Regions from separate parts of the Mus musculus genome. Here all the other regions are linked to region 1. Evidence: chromatin contacts called from public promoter capture Hi-C data. All regions are on one chromosome and are shown on one strand. Each heading gives the region's core, a stretch centred on a gene start, on an enhancer-like site or on the middle of the called end of the contact. The rest is flanking DNA. Distances are from core to core; before and after follow the strand shown.

Region 1 (4,375 bases), core at 431-2,930:
GGACAAGGGATCAATCCTTTGTGTGCACAGCTATTGACATGAGTTGGTTTTTTTGTTTTTTGTTTTTGACAGGGTTTCCCTGTATAGCCCTGGCTGTCTTGGAACTCACTTTGTAGACCAGGTTAACCTCGAACTCAGAAATCTGCCTGCCTCTGCCTCCCAAGTGCTGGGATTAAAGGCGTGCACCACCACTGCCTGGCTTCTGTTGCTGCTTTTTTGTTTGTTTGTTTTTTTATTTTATTTTATTATTTTTTCTGAGACAAGTTTCTTTGTGTAGCCCTGGTCGTCCTGGAATCTTGATTCAAGGAAAAGAAGGAAACAGTGTGTGTGTGTGTATGTGTCTTACTGAAAGATGCAGGCTGAGTGCTGGGCTCAAACTCCCAATCTTCTTCTTGCTTCAGCCTTTAAAAAGCTAGAATATGGAGGTGGGCCACCCTGCCCAGCTAAAAGCTTTATTTTATTCTTGATTTTATATGAATTGTATTTATTTTTAAGATTTTATTTTCATGCATATCTGTGTATTTGTTTGTGCCCTCAGAGTCGTGAAGAGGATGTTGGATTCCCTGAAACTGGAGTTACAGGCCTTGTAAGTCACCTGGTGTGGGTGCTGGGAGCTGAACTTAGGTCCTTTATAGGAACGGTACCGGGTCCTAACCATGGTCCTAAGCACGGAGACATCTGTCCAGTTCCTTCTAAGAATTATAATATTCAGCACAGTTGTTGAGTGTTATATAATGCATCACTGGATACCACAGTTCTTATATTCACTAATGTAAAACTGTCATTCTCCACATACATTAAACGCTATGTCATGGTGTGAGTTGTTTTGACCAGATTGCTGACACTGATAAGATTGTACTAGTCATTTTAGTCGTTGTAAAAAATCCACAGTAAACCCGGAAATGTTGCCCTTATTCCTTAGGTCCTGTTTTGTAGTAGTGGTATCAGAACTGTGTCAGCTTGGTGGAAGGAACTCAGAATTTTTCTACCAAGGTGAGGTGTGGAGGTGGGGGTTATCTAAATTTGGGGCCTCAGTCTCTCTGCCTTTTTTCTTCTAGTGATGCCCCCACAGTACCCCCAGGAATACTTGGTTGGAAAGCGATACCTTTAACTTATCTCCCGCCTCCTTCGTGTGGTTCCCCAGGTAGTTTCACGTTGTAAGGCCTTTTTAAAATTTAATATATATTTTTTATTTCTTGGATTTATAAATATCCCAGGAAATGAGATGACTGAATGCAAAGAATCCATATGTATCAGTATAAGGTGTGTTGCAAGACAAATTATCAAAAACTCCCTTTCAAGGTAACTCTGCGTGCTCTCTCAGGAGCTTTTAGGAGCCCCTTGCAACGTTCACGTCTAAACCCCAACAGATTTATTAACATTTGAGAAAGGATGCGGACTCTCTCTTCACTCAGGCGCATCACCAAGCGGGGGCGCGCTGGAAACCGCACTGACCGAGGTTTAGTCACAAAGCCAGAAGCACGAACCCACTTGGAGTTCCCCGCCTTCCCTTTGACGGAGGCCCCAGGAGCAGTCACGTGGAACCCCAGAGCGCTCCCCCAGCCCTGCGCAAAGACGCGACTCGGGTTGCCAGGGGGCGGAGCAGGGGCGCGGAAGGGGCGGGGCTCGGGCCGCCGGCGGGGGCGGGGCGGCGCGCGGGCGGGGCGGGGCGGCCCGGCGTATTATGGGATGCGGCGGTGGAATGGCGCTGGGCGTGATTTTGAACAAACCCGGGTCTGTGTTTCGGAGGCGCCGCCGCCGCGGCTGCTGGGAGCCCGGGGAGCGCGGCGCGAGAAGGAGGCGGCGCCGCCGGCTCGGGTGAGTGTCAGCTCCGGAGACCCGGGCTGAGCGGCGGGGACCGGCGCCGGGCCCGCGCTCGGGGCGAGCGGCGCGCGGGCGGAGAGCGCGGCGGCGGCTCCGGGCAGCCGGGCGGTGGGCCGGTGGGCCGCGGCGGACCGAGGGTTGTCGGGGCGCGGCGCGAGCGGCGGGCGCCGGAGAGCGCGGCTGTCAGTCGGCGGGCCGGCGCCGCCCGCCCCGCGCTCGGGAGGAAGGGCTGGGCGGCTGTTGACAGGCTCTCGGCGCGGCCCGGGAAGCGGCTGCCGGCCCCGGGCTTCTGGGAACCTGTTTTGCTGCTGTGTCATTTCGTACCAGCGCCTCCTTTCGCTGCTGCCCGGCGCCGCGTTCTTCCTACGCCCCTTTGTATGGACTCTTCTGGGTGTGTGTCCGTTTCCCTCGCGAAGCCCACCAGCCAAATGTCATAGTGTCCCCGCGGTGCACGGGGGAAGGGAGCGGGCTGGGACTCAGCCTGGTCAAGCAACGGTAAACAACCATCCGAGTGCCGGTGGACCCGGCTGTTGGTGGGGAATAAAGTTGAAAGATGGAGAAACTGGGAACCCCTTCCACGCTCAGCCTCTAGCGGGCTCTCGGTAGAAACGCGCCGGGAGTGGGTGGGAGACAGCCCTTGACTAAGCCTGAGCCTGCTGACTTTTATATGGAGGTGTCATTCAAACAAGGTAGGGAAATGAAATGGCTTCTGCTTCTTCCTTATTCTTAGGGAAACTTAAGACAGTAGATTAGCCTTGTCCACAACCCTGAGATTCAGCTTGCTGGTTTCTGTTAGGTCTTTAAGAGCTTATAGTATGACTGAATGATAAAGAATAAAGCTTTTGAACTGGCAATTAGTAAGGCTTTCTGAAGTCAAACAGCTAACTTTTGGAGGATGCTGGTCCTATTAAGCCTTGCAGCTTATATGTTCTTAATTCCTTACATGATTAATTACTTCTATTCCCTCTTGGGTGCTTATTAGACTACACCATGAGAGGAACTGGAAGGGGGTGGGAGATGGATAGGTTGTTCCGGAATCTTGTTCTAAAGCAAGCTGTTTTTTTCCCCCCTCTGCATTGAACAAGTGTTATCAGCAGCAGATGGTTTTTAATTTGGAAACTTAGATCCTAAAGTCAGTTGGCAAAGGGTTCTAGCGAAGAGCTGGATTTTCTATATGTTAGAAGTTGATGGTTATGAATGATAATAGAGTTGAATCAGTAATTTAAATTTAGTAGTACCTGAGTATCTTAAACCAACGACAAATTGACATAATGTTGTTCATGGGCAAAAATGGTCAAAGTTGAGAGGAAAACAGTTCAGAACTTTATTCTTAAAAATGAAGGGGAGAGGAGACCAATGTCTGCATGATCAGCGCCTGTAATTTAAGGATGTCCGAGAAGTCAGGCATGCATATAGAAATAGCCATACTGTCAACATAGTCCTATGAGTGGAGTAGAATGCCAGCGTTGGTGAGTGACGTTAAAGCTCTCCAGTGACTCTGAAATATACGTGAAACATGGTCTACCATCTCTCTCAAGTGTGTTTCTGGAAATGAAAGTTTGAGGTTTTACTGTTCTTGTGTCAGATTCCACACGGCTTGCCTTCCTAACCAACATCCAGGCCTTGGAATCCCGCAGGTATCACGATTCCCCGTGGCGTTCCTGCGGGTCTCCCGGGTGCCGAGTGTTTGGTATTGGGATGTTGGGTCTGGCATGACCCGCCGGTGAGCCCTAGAACCTCTCCCTCCCCCCTGAGTGCGTTTGAAGGTTGGCGGGGCGGACGGGAGGTTTCCCCGGATATGTGGGTGTGCGCTGCTCCGGAGGGCGGGCCGGGGCGGGAGCAGGAGGAAGGGGGAGGTGACTGGCGGCGGTGGCGGCGGCGGCTGGGGCTCGGCTGTCGGGGGAAGCTGCTGAGCTGTGATGGTGATGACGAGGTGAAAATGGCGGATCTTTCGAAATACAATCCCGGCCTCTGACATACCAGAGGCGGCGGCCGCGGCGACATCGCCACCCCGGCTCCCTCCTGGGTCCCCGGGTACCCTATAGCGCTCCATTTCGTGCAAACTGGGAAAGGAAGCAGCTGGACAGAGCTACGGTGCACAGGCAAAACAAGCACTGCCCGGGCTCGAAATTGCCCGGGACCTCTGGAGCCCGCTCGGAGCCGGAGGGTGGAGAAAGCGGCAGCCTCTGGAGGTAGAGGAGAAGGGGGGTACCCGAGGGTTCTCTGTTTGCAGAGCTCATTTTTGGGAGTTGGGGGAGGAAATGCGTTGGGAATCTAGAATGACTTGTCCGGAGGAGTGCAAAGAATCTGTAGCCTTGTAATGACATCAACGTTTTGTTATTATTATTGTTGTTATTATTATTATTTTGACTATCGAGAGGACTGAGTTTGCTTATACCTAAGGCTGCTACAGAGGCCTAGAGGAACCGCTAGTACTTACCATGATTTCCTGATAGAATACTTAAAATACCCACTCAGTGGGGCTTGGCTGATGGTGTCCAGCAGTTAGGGAGTTGTGTTTCTTTGGGGAGGCACAACATTGGTATTTTCT
Region 2 (4,601 bases), core at 755-3,254, 340 kb after region 1:
AAGTTCCATGGGTGGGTCTCATATGCAAATTAAAAGGAACCACTTTGGCTGGATCTAGATGATATAAAACAGGAGTCTGTGAATGTAGGTCAGTGGTAGAGTGTCTGCCTAGCAAGCCCTGAGCACAACCCCCATCGCACAAATGTACACATGTACCCATGCACATGTGCACACACACAGAAGAATAAACTAGAGGGGCTGGAGAGAAGGCTCAGTCGCTAAGGGCCTGCACTGCTCTAGAAAACGACCTAAGTTCAGTCCCCAGCACCCATATCAGGTGGATCACAACCCGCCATGCCTCCAGTTCTGGGGCTGGGGGTTTATGGATGCCTCTGGGTTCCAAAGGCTGCTGCACTCACATGCACAGGCACTCTAATAGACACGTAATTAAAAATAAATGGCTTTTAAAAGAATGAATCAGAAAAAAAAATGTCTAGCTAGAGGACTCTTCCAGTCAACTTAAAAAGAAGTGAGCGAGCGACAGAAGTAGATCGGGTTGAGCACCCCTGGAACCTCAGCGCCTGGGAGGCTGAAGCGGGAGAAACTCTCGGGGATTCTCTACCTACTCTCCCACGGTCAGCTTACTCTTTTCCTCTCCTTTCTTGGTCAGGTAGTCATAAAAATGTACGAATTGGCGTTTTAATAACGCCTCCCACCCCAGGCCCCAAACTCCCAATAATGTTGTGTTCATAACTCTTAGCAGCAGCAGCAGCAGCAAGGATCAGTGGTACCCCACCCCCACCCCATGCATACCAGATTAACTCATGGTTCCAATGCAGTCTTAATAGCCAGCCTGGGCATCCCATAAGGGGACAAGAAGTAGGAGTATAATCCTCAGACTGGGGCTCAGGCTGGGCCTCAAGCAATTTTTAACCTCACAGGCCACCTGGAGAGTCTGAAAAAAACAAAGTTAACTCTCTTCAGAAAACGCCCCTCACCACTCAGCACGTGCTTTCAGGGGGTTCTATACTAGAATTAACTTTTGAATTAACTTAATTGAATAAATCAAAGTCCCATTCCTTAATATATGGTAAACAGAAAGCCGTAAGACCTCAAGAATCGAACGGTCTAGTAGTCAAAACAGAACAGTGGCCAGAAATCAACACATGCGTAGATAATGACAAGCGCCATGGAGAAGAGAGCATTCTAGAAGCCAGTGGCAGAGATTTTGTATAGGTTGAGTTGAGGAGGGAGCTTAGAAACTTAGAAACTTGTGCTTTGAGAGGCAATGGTTTTAAGTAGATGGGTGTGGTGGATTGATCCAGGCGACCCTACCAGGCATAGCAGGCCAGTCAAGTAAGTTAATGAAGAATTTAAGATTAACATGACTCTGGGCTGTGCTGCTTAGGGGTCAGTGCAGTGACAAAAGTTGGGGTCTGGGGTGGGGCTGCTACTAAAATGCTGAGTAGTGTCTTATGAACATACACACACACACACACACACACAGGGGAAATGAGCAAGTTTGGCTGTAGGGGAGCGGCCTTGAAGTCCTCCGTCCATTATCAGGGTCAGAAGTTAGCCCTGTGTCTGCTCAGTAAGATGAAAGAAAACCACGGGAGGGCAGCGGGTGGTGGAGAACTACGCTGGGCTCGTGGGCCTGAAAGTGAATTTTAGCTGCTGTATGCAAAGTCCTTGGTGTGTGGACAGAAGGGAGCCGGTAAGAAGGTTACAACAGGTCAGGAATAAATAACCAGCAGGCGGAGGATCCCGGATCCCGTCCTGCCTTTTGTTGGGTGAGGAGCGCCAGGCAAGCGCGTCCACCTTGGCTTAGGAAGGAGGCGATTGGACCGTCCGCCCGCAGCCGCAGCCCCGGGTGACGGTGAGGGAACCGGGGACGGGGGGGGGGAGGGGGGGAGGTACAAGACGGGACCTCAGAGCTCTGCTGTCCACCCGAAGCCCCGCGACGGGGACCCCGGAGTAAGTCGGGGACGGGCCGCGTTGCGGCGGGAGGGGGCGGGCGGGCAGATCCCACCCCTTCCTGAAGGAAGCGCCCTCCCCACCGCGACTGCCACCGCCGCCGCTGCCGCCGCAGGTCACGGCCCGCGAGCCGCCGCCGCCCGGAGCAGGTAGGCGCGGCGCCCTCATCCGCCCCTGGCCCCTGATGCCCTGCTCGTCCTGCTCCCGACCCAGCGAGGACCCCACCCGGGCGGCCGCGGTGCCTCCCCAGCCCCCGGGCGCGTACTCCCGAGCCCGAGGCGGGCGGTGCAGCTCCGCGGCGCGCCCGTCCCGCTCGCCGCCGCCGCAGTGTCGCCTGCGGCCCCCCGCCCCGCCCAGTGACAGGTGTCCCACCACCGCGGGTGGGGTCCGGGGAGGAGCGGCGGAGCCCAGCCTGCCGGCCCCGGCGCTAACTTGCGGTGCCCTGAGCGCAGCCCCGCGGCCGCCCTACTGGGCGCGCGTTCCTGGGAAGAATCCAGGATTTCGGGCTTAACCAGGGGGAGTGCGGGGGTGGGGTACGGGTCGCGGTGCACGAGGCGCTATGGTTATCCACGGTCATAATAATTTTCAAAAGTCGACATTCTTGGGTTATGGAGAGAGCCTTCGCTGAGTGGTTTTCCCCCTCCTTAAATGAATCAAAGAGGGAATAAGGGGTTTCCCAGTTGAAATTCATGTTCCTTCCTCCCCACCCGCCCTCCATTCATCCCTCTCTGTCCACCCCTGACCCCCATGGCACTTTATTATACCCTAAGCACTTTGCTGGTCTTTTGGTCGCGGTTTTTCCGACCAGATCTTTCAGGGCTGAGCCAGGGTGGTGATTGCCAACGTGAGAACAGAGCCCAGGTGAATGGAAGCCAGCCAACCCCCCTGGGCGATCCCAGGCTGACCTCCGACATACATGGTCCTGATAGGGAACCGAAATGCACGGATGCATTTAAAAGGCAAGACAGAATAAAGCACTTCTTAGATCTATTACAGTAACACCGCCGAAAGGGCGATATTAGTTTCTGCTTCTTCAATTCTCTGCTTGAATCGAAGACAGATTTTAATAATGCACGACTGTAACTCCATTCTGGGCTGCAGTTAATAAAAAGGGTAGGCGAATGTGAGTGTATGAAGTCCATGGTAGCAGTTAGTAAGCTGACCCACATAAAATGTCCCGTGTTGAGGGTAGACCGTTAGGCGCATACACGTTAATAGATGCAAAATGAATAATTTTACAATCTCAACTTGGGGCAGATACCTAACTTTTTCTTACACATGTCCTGGAGAAAACCCTGCTTCCAAAGTAACCATAGCTGTGCACGAGCTCTCTCTCTCCCCCTCTCTTGGCCTCCTTCTCCCTCTCCCTCTGCTCCTCCCCACCTTTTCTCTGTCTCTGTCTCCCTCCCTCCCTCCCCACTCACCCCACTACTGACCCACCTGAGGCAAGGTCTCTCTATTATGTAGCTCTGGCTGTCCTGGAACTTTCTATATAGACCAGGCTGGCCTGGAATTCGCAGAGATCCACCTGCCTCTGCCTCTGAGTACTGGGATTAAAGGCACGCACCACCATGCCCAGCAACTGTCATCTCTTAATGAACTAGAAGTGTGAATTTAATTTTCTTGGCATAAGCATGGGGATTTTAATGGTTTGCCCTTGATGTACAAATTACTTAAATGTTTTTTGCAAGCCTCCCAAGTTGGAAGCTGACAAACTGGATATAGTAAATAAAAGGGTAAGGAAGTTTTGCTAGCATTAGTAATAATTGACAGATGTTATGACACTGGTCAAACATAAAGAGTTTGGGGGGAAAATGCATGCTTATTGCGATCTGCAGGTTAACTGAATAAAGTCTGTTTGGTTTACTTAAATTTGCATTATAATATCTTGATAGCGATTTCTTAATCTGTGTTTCTTGTCCAATGCTTTTCGAGGGAGGTCGGTTGCTTTAAAGGGTCATCGTTTTTTCATGGACACAGCAATACTGTCAGTTGGCCTTTGTTACAGCCTGCTGTCACCTTGCTCAGTCACCTTGCAAGAATTCTGTGTTCAGTTGTGCTATTCTTGGTTTCCCTGTGGCCAGTACCTCTTTGGTTCATGGTCAGGTGAGCAACATTCTGGAGACCTGAGGGAGCGAAGGGTATCTGGCCCCACAGTCTTAGTCCTTTGTATCTCTGTACATCAGGATCATTTCTGGGGCCTATTAAGCCAAAGGATGCGGAGAAGATAAAGTTTTATCTGCCAGTCTTCCTGTTCCTGGAGGAACCTGTAGCATCAGACTTGGGACTCAGTAGTAATAAGGTTGACCTTGCCAGGCCCAGGCGCCTATCATTACTATGCCGTTGTATGTGTTGGGTATATATGAGTGTGGTGTGCACACATGTGCACATGCATGCACGAGTGGAGGCCTGAGGTCAACACTTCTTCCCTTCAGCTCTCTCCACTTTTACTTTTTGAAGTAGAGCCTCTCAGTGAGCTGATTTATTCAGTCAGGCTGGCCCAAGGAGTTTCAAGAGGTCTACCTGCCTCCCTCCCCTACCAAAGCCTGGGGTTATAGGCACCCAACACCATGCTTAGCATTTAACACGGGTAACTCAGGTCCTAACGTTTACATGCCAAGCACTTTATAGGCTGAGCCTCTCTCAGCCCAGAGTGGAAATACTTAACTGAGAGGGATTTCAGA
Region 3 (4,875 bases), core at 1,365-3,864, 320 kb before region 1:
GCAACTAGACACAGGATAAAAGCGTGGCATTTCCGGTTTTGCTGTTGGGTCGGCCTGCTTTGTTTTGAAGGTTGGATACCTTTCCATTAGCTAACTCAGCTTTAGAGATGAACTTTCCACCAGTAGTAACCTTGTATATTCATCATTCACACAGGCCACTGTGGTTGCAAGAAGGGTCTTTAAGACACATAGTTTCCCTTCCAGACACTTGATACAATTGAGCTGAAAGAATGTCCTCCTATTTTGTTTCTGCACAGGGGTTAATAATACAGTATTAGATTTCCCTCATCATGCAACCCACAAATTCATACGCATGCCTTTACTTTCAGTTCTGCGAGGGCTAAAGTTATATGTTAAGTTTTAACTACTGTGCTTAAGAGATCTATAAAACAAAAAACGCCTCTAACCTGTAAGCCCCACTTGCCCAAGGGCAGCCAGCTTCCTGGAATGCTGGGGGCTGCGGTTCAAGTAAGATAACAAGCCAGGTGTTTTCACTTCTGTGAAGAAGGTTGGTTGCTCCAGCTGCACAGGAAGTGCTTGGTCACATGCATGATAGAGAGGTATGTAGGCAGGAAGTATGTCCGGATATGATTGCTGTTGATTGGATGAACGTGGGAATACGGAGTCTTGTGGGGTTTACAGCCATTCTCTGGGCATCCAAGGTATGGAACTGGCCGGTGTCCATCATCCTGACCAGTATCTAATAAAGCCTGCTTTACATTTTGCTCAAAAATTGTGGTACTAGTCTTATTTTCACCTGGTAGGATTAACACTTCTTCTTACTGCTTTGTATACCATTGTACGGTCACAACATGGTGATGTAGTTTTCAGACAGCAATAGGGTCTAGTGAGGGTGTTATCCCAGAACACAGCTGTGATGGTCTCAAAGATATGCCCACACAGTCTAGAAATCTGAATAGTTTCTGGTTGGTGGCACCATTTGGATAGGTTCAGGAGGTGTGGTCTTGCTGAAGGAGTCACTGGGGGCAGGCTTTGAGAATTAAAAGACTTGTGCCAATTTTAGTTTGCTCTCTCTGCATCTTTCTCGAGGTTCAGGGTGTCCTCTGCTTGCTGTACCATGCCTGCCTGCTGCTTGCCAGGCTCCCTGCTGTGACGGTGATGGGCTCCTATCCCTCTGGATGTGTAAGCCCAAATAAACCGTCCCTTCCGTAAGGTTCCTTGGTCATGGTGGTTTATCACAGCAACAGAAAAGCAATTAATATTCAGCAGAAATGTCACCACACCCAAGGTCATCTGCTCCATACTTAAAAGCTAATATTCAGAGAATGAGAGTTGGTGGAAGGAAATCGGGTTTATTCAAGACTTTGTATTCTGAGATGTGGGAAACTATTTCTCCCCTCAAACTTGCATATTAGGGAACTCGGGTACATGAGAACTCCTTCACAAGGGGGGGGGAGGTGCCGAGGTCAAAGGGTGGGAAATGTACGTGCTGGGTAGGATCTTTGTCATCTAGGACTGTTGTCTTTATTCTCCTGTCACAACCAGCCTTGAACTCTGGTGGCTAGCTCATGTAATGAAAACTAAATACCATGGGCCTTTACATGTATTATGTATAATTATATATGTGATACATATGATAGTACCACGGAATATATATTAATACATACACATTCTATAATACATATGTATTATACATATGTTTTTCTTTTTTTTCTTTTTTTTTTTTTTTTTTTTGGTTTTTTGAGACAGGGTTTCTCTGTGTAGCCCTGGCTGTCCTGGAACTCACTGTAGACCAGGCTGGCCTTGAACTCAGAAATCCGCCTGCCTCTGCCTCCCGAGTGCTGGGATTAAAGGCGTGGGCCACCACCGCCCGGCACTATACATATGTATTCTATAAATTCTCCTTTCCTAGGGGGAGGAGAACTCCACAAGCTATTAGTGACCACAGAGTGGAGCTGTGACTTCTTCCATGTTGCCACTGACAAGCTAATCCTGGCTATTGCACAACAAAACTGAGACATGCAATACTAATGCAATTCAGGAGCATGCCACTTTGCCAAGTTTCAATTATTTAAAAACCATCGGCTTTTTAAATTGTGTATGACACGTGTGAAATACATGTCAATCCCTCACCTTCTCACTTACTTTAGTCATATCAAATGATCCAACACAATATGTTCGTGCTTATCATTGAACTTTCACAATGTTATAAACATACATAGTCTTTAAACTAGACTCAGTTCATAACTTTATAATTGCAAGCAAACAAACCAAAGAATCAAATACACACAGACAGAATAACGCAACACAGCGGGAATACTCTAGAGAAGATAATTCCCACCCACCACTGGTTATTGATCTTCCATAAGTTCCAATAGATGAAGGGCAGTGGAAACCCCAAAAAGACATATCCGTGGTATTAAAATATTGCTAAGCGATTCTTATTTTTACAACCATTAGTAGCCTTAAACTATGCATAAACAGTGTTTTCCATGCATGCTGCAGGTGTCTCAGCCAAGCTGATGAAAGAAGCACCCTACCCGGCTAGAGGACACCGCGCTCCCTACAACCCGCGTCTCCCGGTGCGCAGGCTCAAGCCCCGCCCCTACGCTCCAGCCTCCCGTCATGCTCCGCGATAGTGGCTGTGGCGGCAGCGACCGAGGCGGCAGTATGGAGGGCGAGAGCACGTTGGGGGTGCTGTCTGGCTTCGTGCTCGGCGCGCTCACTTTCCATCATCTCAACACAGACTCAGACACGGTGAGCCGGGCGCGGCTGCCGACCCCGCCCGCAGTCCCCGCTCGCTCCGTGGGTTCGCGGAGCAGGGCGCCCTCCCGGGCTCTCATCCGGGCCCTTTTTCTCTGCTCGCCCTTGGGCTTGGAGGAAAGTTCCCCGGGGCCTCCGGCTCGGCGACGAAAGTCGGGCAGCTTACCTGCCTCGCTACCCTGCTGTGCGAAGGATCCCGGCGCCGGGTCCTACTCGCAGCGCGTGAGCGTCGCGAGGCTCGGGAGGACGAGCAGGGGCGAGCCAGACCCCGCACCCAGCCGCAAGGGGCTGGCTAGTTGTAGGGCTACCCTGGCATGAGGCTGTAAGATCCGGCTATTTCTGTGCTACTTTCCGTTACAAACGCACCTTGTCCAGGATCAGATGTGTAAATGCATTTTTAAGCCTTTGCCTCCTTTCGAAGCCCGTGAGTGACATTGAAAACAAATTTTAAGGCTTTTTTTTTTTTTTTTGGTAGATTAAAAACTTACCGTAAAACTTTGAGGTCTGGCAGTAGCATCTTGTATTAAGTTCTTAGTAACATAAAGAAAGAAACTAGAAACATCTAAAATGAGTTTGGGGTCTGCACGAATACAGTGCAGAGAGCACCATACTGAACAGTGTGGAGTAAGGTATTTGAACTGTTGAGTCCTTCGCTTTAAGTGTCAGATCTGCGTTGCCTAAATTGCTTCTCAGCACAGTCCCAGTGATAGGAGTGTACAATGATTTTGATGTGCAGTACATCAAAATACCAGGGGGAAACAAATGACATCTTTGAATGCGCGAGGTACTCACCGGGCAGCACATAATGGGATGATACATTAGCATGGCTCTACGGGAGGATGATACACAAACTTCATACTAAACACAAACACGTGTGTGTGTGTATCTGTGGGACTTATTTTAGAAGATGTTTAGCGTGAACATAAGTAAACTGCCCTAAGTCTGTAGTTTATAGGATTAGCCCTTGTACACTACATCTTGGTGTTTGACCCTAGTTTCTCAGATATTTTAACTTTTGTTTGTTTGTTTGAAGAGTCATTTACTGAGCATCTGTGGATCACACATGGGCAGTGCCCAAGTAGACCAGAAGAGGGCATAACATCCCCTGGAACTTAATGGGAGATAAAGATGTGGGCGCTGAGAACTAAATCCTGTTCTTTTGCAAGAGCAGCCACTGCTCTTAATGACTGAATCGTCCCTCCAGCTCAACTAAAGTTTTTAGAGTTGGTTTCTGAATAATTGTACTTAGAATTGACTGGTACTTTTCCTAGTTTTTAACATTGGGAGTATCAAAATCAAGAACATTTGCAATTGCAGATTTTTACCCACTTGATTCTGTTAAAAGACTGGGACATTCCTATGTTTGTTTGGTTGGTCGTTCGATTATTTTGATGAAATGGAGGCAGGGCATTATAAACCAATTTTAATGAATAGAAGAGTTCACTTGATCTTTAAATGCACCCAAAGAAAAAACTTGAGTCACTGAAATGAGAAAACAAAACAAAAACTCAAAAGGCTGCCTGTATTTTAAAAGAAAACAGGCACACAGTAGACCCACTGGGAAGCAGATGTAACTGAATTACAAATCTTTATTTTTTTTTAATAATTTTTAGACAGATTTACATCTGAAAACATTGATCACTTTAGCATTCCATAGCTAAGAAACCTCCACTGACACTCAGAAATATGTGTAAAATCCAGACTTGGGCTGCTCATTTGGATTATCTTGTGGGACTTTACCCTCTTGTTACAACTGTCCACAGAAGCCTTGCGCTTCAAGACAAACTGCTCAGCTGAGCTCTTAAACAGACTTAAAACTTTTATGCATTTGAGTTAGGGGTGCTTCACTCTCTGCCTTCCCAAACTATTACCAAGCCCTTTAAAGTCAGTTCTACTCAGCCTGGCGTGGTGGCGCTCGCCTTTAATCCCAGCACTTGGGAGGCAGAAGGCAGGCGAATTTCTGAGTTCAAGGCCAGCCTGGTCTACAAAGTGAGTTCCAGGACAGCCAGAGCTACACAGAGAAACCCTGTCTCAAAACAAACAAACAAACAAATCAGTTCCACTCTGTCTCCCTCTCAGCCTTTCCCAGTTACCCATGTGCCCACTACCTATAACACATTTGTATATTGTGAAATTCTGAGAAGATATGAT
Region 4 (4,610 bases), core at 701-3,200, 410 kb before region 1:
TAGGAAAAGTCAGCGGTGAAATTGTAGAAGAAAAATAACTGAAGCGCAGAAGTCCGCAACCGCATCTCCGCCGAGCTCCACTTCTCACGTGAAAATGAAAATAATGATTTACTTGAGGGCTTGGTGGGCCTGCTCTGCTAATAAGGACTTTTGTACCTAGAAAGAATGAGAGGCAGATGATGCAGTTGGCCGCACTCCAGCTCTGTGGTCCAGCAGATCCGGTGAAGGCAGCGGCTGAGGAAGCTTTCTCTTCCAGGAAAGCACGTGAGTCTCTTGGCTTTGGTAGAAAGCCCATTACTGAGGACTAAGGAGAGAATCTGTCACTCAGATGTTCTGAACTCAGAGTTCTCGAAAACATCTTCTGTCTTCTGTTGTGGTTCATAAAAGAGGGGGATAGAGCCAGGTAAGGTGGGGTGGGAGGGGGTGCCTCGGCGGGCCCATACTGAGACATGCCTTCCCCCCTGAGGTACCAGCCATACAACAGGTATAGTAGAGAATAAAGTTTATTTAGGCGTGGGAAGGGAAGTTGAGAAGTGGGTCGAGACAGAGACGGGGGGGGGGGGGGAAGCCCCCTATTTTACCAAGCCAGGCCTACCTGGCTGTTGCCAGGTAACTGTTGGGCAGGGCATAGAAGGAACACTAACACCTTCATGCATACCTAAGGCTCTGCCCCTATTCGAGCACAGCACCTAGGCTACAGCCAACCAACCCATCACAAGAAGGAGCCAGGGCTCAAAACCCTCACTCACCCATTTGGAGCCTGGTCTCATCCTCTAGTTCATGGGCTGGAAACAGCTAAGCAAGAGGAGAGAGAGAACACAAGATTGCCAGCAGACAACCTGAGTTTGCCAACGCTGGGATAGTCGGAGCACTCGAATAGGAAAATATTTCTGTCTTGCGCAGAAAACATTTTTCCCCAAATGACCAAAGAATGCATGCATATGTGAATGAGCATCTGTAGGGTTCTTGCTCAGAAAGATAGCATTATAGGGCAGGTGACTGATCCAAAACTTACATTGATCTGTTACCACAAGACACGCTCCCTAAAGTTCACCCATAAACTGCAGAACAAAATCTTCTGTACCAGAAAGTATTGCAACATGTAAGAAAACTAACTCATCTTTGGCTCACTCCATAGGAGAGAACTTGTGCCTGGTATGATAAACACAGTCAAAACTCCATGACAGTTTAGGTCCTAGGGGAGAAACTACAGTAGCAAAATGCTGCTGCCTCCTCCTCCTCCTCCACTTCCTCCTCCTCCTCCTCCTCTTCCTCCTCCTCCTCCTCCTCCTTCTCCTTTCATATATGAGTACACTGTAGCTGTCTTCAGACACACCAGAAGAGGGCATCAGATCCCATTACAGATGGTTGTGACCACCATGTGGTTGCTGGGAATTGAGCTCAGGACTTTGGAAAGACTGCTCTTAAAGCCAACTCGCCAGCCCAGCCAACTGGCTTCTAAATATCTGTGTACACTCTCACAGACAAAGGCTGCCGGGCCATAATCAGAGAAGCCTTGCTTTACGATGAACAGAGGTGAAAGCAGAGACACAGGGCTGCACAGGATCCCGAGAGTGAGTGACTGACAGCTGATGGATCAGCCCTGGACAAGAGATTTCCACCAACCTCTTATGGCCCAGAGACTGTATTCTCTTAGTAGAATGGAAAGTTTGGCTTAAGGACTTGACTTACTCATAGTCCGTGAAACTGAATTTCCTTTTAGTGATGTAATGAACTATTTGACAAGATCACGTCAAAAAATGGCATCAGTTCTGGGAACCAAGCGCTTCTTGCTCTAAAACACATCTAAGAATAATCCACAGAGATACTTGAAATAAGTCTATTCTTTAAAAAAAAAAATCTAATTTGGACATCACTTCAGTGAGCGTTGTGCCTTTCTTAGTCGAGTGACTTTTGCTGCCGAGAGACACATGACTGCAGCTCAGGACGACCTCCGCAAGTGTTTAAAATAGCAAGCCGGAACGAACAGAGCAGAGGAACCTGAGCCAGGCATGCGCTGAAGGAGTCACTATAAATAGGAGAGAGAGAATGGAGGGAAAAGGTTGAAGGCACGGCCAAAATGCTTCTATTTAATCCAGACCAGCTCCCAGGGCACAGTGAGGAAACGGGCTCTTTCCTTCATCACTTTAAAATACTCATCTTATGTATTAGCATGGCTGCGTGTGAATGGACGCATGCGCACAGAGGCTGGACTCTAGAAATGAATTCTGGCTTGTTACGGGATGCTAGGATCAAGCTCCCATCCTCAGGACTGAGAAGCAAGCAGTTTTACCCACTGACCCATCTCTCCAGACCCTTGTTTCTTACATCATCTTTATTTAAGGCCACCATAGCTCATTCCTCCTCGATTCTGGGTGGTTCTATAAAGTTGAATTCCCTCCTGAAACATGCACCGCTAGCATCCCCACCTTCTTATGCTCCCCTGGAAGGAGAAAAATGTCACCGCAGAACCTCTGTTTCCTGGAACAAAAAGTCGCTGTGAGTTTCTGTTCAAGTGAGTTATCCCTTTTAGGTTCAGATGTGAGAAGCGATGTGTCCCATAGCAGGCTAAGCACTCCGAGCTCAGACAGACGTGTGTTTGGTGCTGAATGTAGAAATTTCCCTCTGGCTGCAAGGCTGTGAGGCAGCAGTGGGAAATATTCAGGGCCTCAGAATTTTTATTGCTGTCTGTCATCTCTCATAGAAAGGGGGTGGGGAGGTAGACTTTGGAAAGTCTTGCTCCAGGCCCTATGGGTTTTCAGAGACTCTCCTTGGCTCTCTGCCCTGCACTGAGCAGAGACGGTGCACTGAACAGCTGCCAGAGAAGCGGGGCGCACCACAGCAGCCCTCGCTGTCCCGCCATTACCCACGCGTTATTCTCAGCATCAGAGAGGAAACTTCCAGAAGCATCCAGGTACAATTGCCTGTCTAGAGTCTGGTTTGATTCAGTTAATATTTAATCTAGTGCGAGGGTTAAAGTTATGCTTTAAGTTTTAATTACCGTGATTAAGAGATCCATAAAACGAAAATGCCTCTAACCTGTAAACTCCACTTGCCCAAGGACAGTTAACTTTCTGGAATGCCAGGGGGCATTTTTATCTACCATGTTGTTCATGGTAGATAACAAGCCAGGTGTTTTCACTTTTGTAAACAACGGTGGTTGCCCCAACTGCACAGGATTCCCTTTATCACAGATAGGCGGGTGGTACAAAGCAGGAAGTACGTTAGGATGCATGCTGGCCCCTGATAGGACGAAGGTGGGAAGTACGCAAACTTGAGGGTTTTGCCTTTATAAACACCAGACTAAAGTATTTGGCAGCCATTTCCTTGGAATTCCAGGTAAGGACCTAACCAGTATCCATTGTCCTGGCCAGTATTTAATAAAATTTGCTTCAAATTTGGCTCAAAAAAAATGTGGTAATGGTCCTTTTCTCACCCAGTGGGATTGACACTAGCTTAATAGTTTTATTTTTTTTTAAAGATTTATTTACTTATTTACGCATATGAGTACATGTATGTAGCTGTCTTCAGACACACCAGAAGAGGGCATCAGATCCCATTACAGATGGTTGTGAGCCACTATGTGGTTGCTGGGAACTGAACTCATGACCTCTGGAAGAGCAGTTGGTGCTCTTAACCACTGAGCTATCTCTCCAGCCCAGCTTAATGGTTTTATATTTCCCAAAAGTTACTCCAAGTGAGATATTTACATTTTTTAAATGTTCAACAAAATCTGTAGTAGGTGTTTTGTGTTTTGTGTTTTAAAGATAAGACTGGGTCCCACAATTTAGCAAGGAAATCCTACAAATTAAAGTCCCTGCTTTAAGGTTGGGTTTAATCTTTGTTTTGTAGAGCTCTTGGGCTTTCTATTGTACAGCAGAGAATCAAAGGAGTTACAGAGCATGTGAATAGGCACAGGGCATTTCAAGCCCTATCCCCAGTCCATCTGAAGTACTGTAGTATCTAAATCAGGTCTGTGGTATGTCTCTAAAACCCCAGCGGTTGGGAAGGAGGCAGCTTCACCAGGAGTTCACAGTCTCTCTCTCTCAGGTATGCACTGAGCTAGGGAACAGCCTACGATGCAGAAGACCCTGTCCAAAAGGATGAGAGTGGGGGCAGGAATCATGTTCTGGAGTTTTATGGAGGATTACATCTTGTAGGAAAGAACTCTACAGCAAATCAGAAAGGAAAAGTATGTCCGGAAGAAGAAAAGTCAAGGAGTACAGGAGTATGACAGTTAATATTAACAGGATCTAGAATCACTCAAGAAACAGAGCTCTGGGTGTGTTGATGAAGGATTTTCAAGACGCAATTAGTTGAGGTGAAAGGGCCTGCCCGAACTCTAAGCACCATTTAATTTATTTGTCTGTGGTCCCAACCTGTGATGGCTGCTCTTATGTCAGTTTGGCACACAAAAATGGTTATCTGAAAGGAGAGAACCTTAGTTGAGAAAATGCCTCTATAAGATCCAGCTGTGAGCCATTTTTTTTAAATTACAGATTGATGGGGGAAGGACCCAGCCCATCATGGGTGGCTCCATCCCTAGATCTAGGTCCTAGGTTCTATAAGAAAGCAAGCTGAGCAAGCCATGGGGAGCAAGCCAGTAAGCA

What was found. Promoter capture Hi-C pulls out the DNA fragments that hold promoters and counts their contacts. Capture Hi-C pulls out chosen DNA fragments and counts their contacts.
Region 2: a contact with region 1 is called in a promoter capture Hi-C map of adipose tissue. The contact joins the promoter of Tmem150c here to the promoter of Lin54 in region 1.
Region 3: a contact with region 1 is called in a promoter capture Hi-C map of adipose tissue. The contact joins the promoter of Abraxas1 here to the promoter of Lin54 in region 1. A contact is called at or near these places in 8 of 39 promoter capture datasets (the C10 cell line, the HPC-7 cell line, cranial neural crest and 4 more), 2 of 484 Hi-C or Micro-C datasets (cerebral cortex and embryonic stem cells), 5 of 115 datasets of contacts at active chromatin or transcription factors (bone marrow-derived macrophages, effector CD8 T cells, large pre-B cells and 2 more) and 2 of 9 other capture datasets (adipose tissue and liver).
Region 4: a promoter capture Hi-C map of pre-B cells shows a contact between it and region 1, with 3 times the contacts expected there. The contact joins the enhancer-like site here to the promoter of Lin54 in region 1. A contact is called at or near these places in 3 of 39 promoter capture datasets (the 3T3-L1 cell line, the C10 cell line and pre-B cells) and 1 of 484 Hi-C or Micro-C datasets (B cells).

The regions. Positions count from the first base shown.
Region 1 is chr5:100,497,944-100,502,318 of GRCm38.p6, reverse strand. It overlaps Lin54 (lin-54 homolog (C. elegans)), which reads left to right and starts at 1,680. Exons shown (of 13, transcript NM_172714.4): 1 at 1,680-1,818.
Region 2 is chr5:100,156,684-100,161,284 of GRCm38.p6, reverse strand. Tmem150c (transmembrane protein 150C) reads left to right here and starts at 2,004. Exons shown (of 8, transcript NM_001382851.1): 1 at 2,004-2,066.
Region 3 is chr5:100,818,674-100,823,548 of GRCm38.p6, reverse strand. Abraxas1 (BRCA1 A complex subunit) reads left to right here and starts at 2,614. Exons shown (of 9, transcript NM_172405.3): 1 at 2,614-2,718. The coding sequence starts at 2,632.
Region 4 is chr5:100,907,266-100,911,875 of GRCm38.p6, reverse strand. Gm36793 (predicted gene, 36793) reads left to right here. Exons shown (of 3, transcript NR_168093.1): 2 at 1-264; 3 at 1,485-1,876. Among named protein-coding and RNA genes, the nearest start is that of Gm36740, 3.6 kb to the left of the region's middle. Within about 2 kb of position 1,950, at least 20 of the 459 cell types and tissues checked have an H3K27ac peak or open chromatin away from gene starts, as enhancers often do. A contact at or near this core is called in pre-B cells, where this site is marked.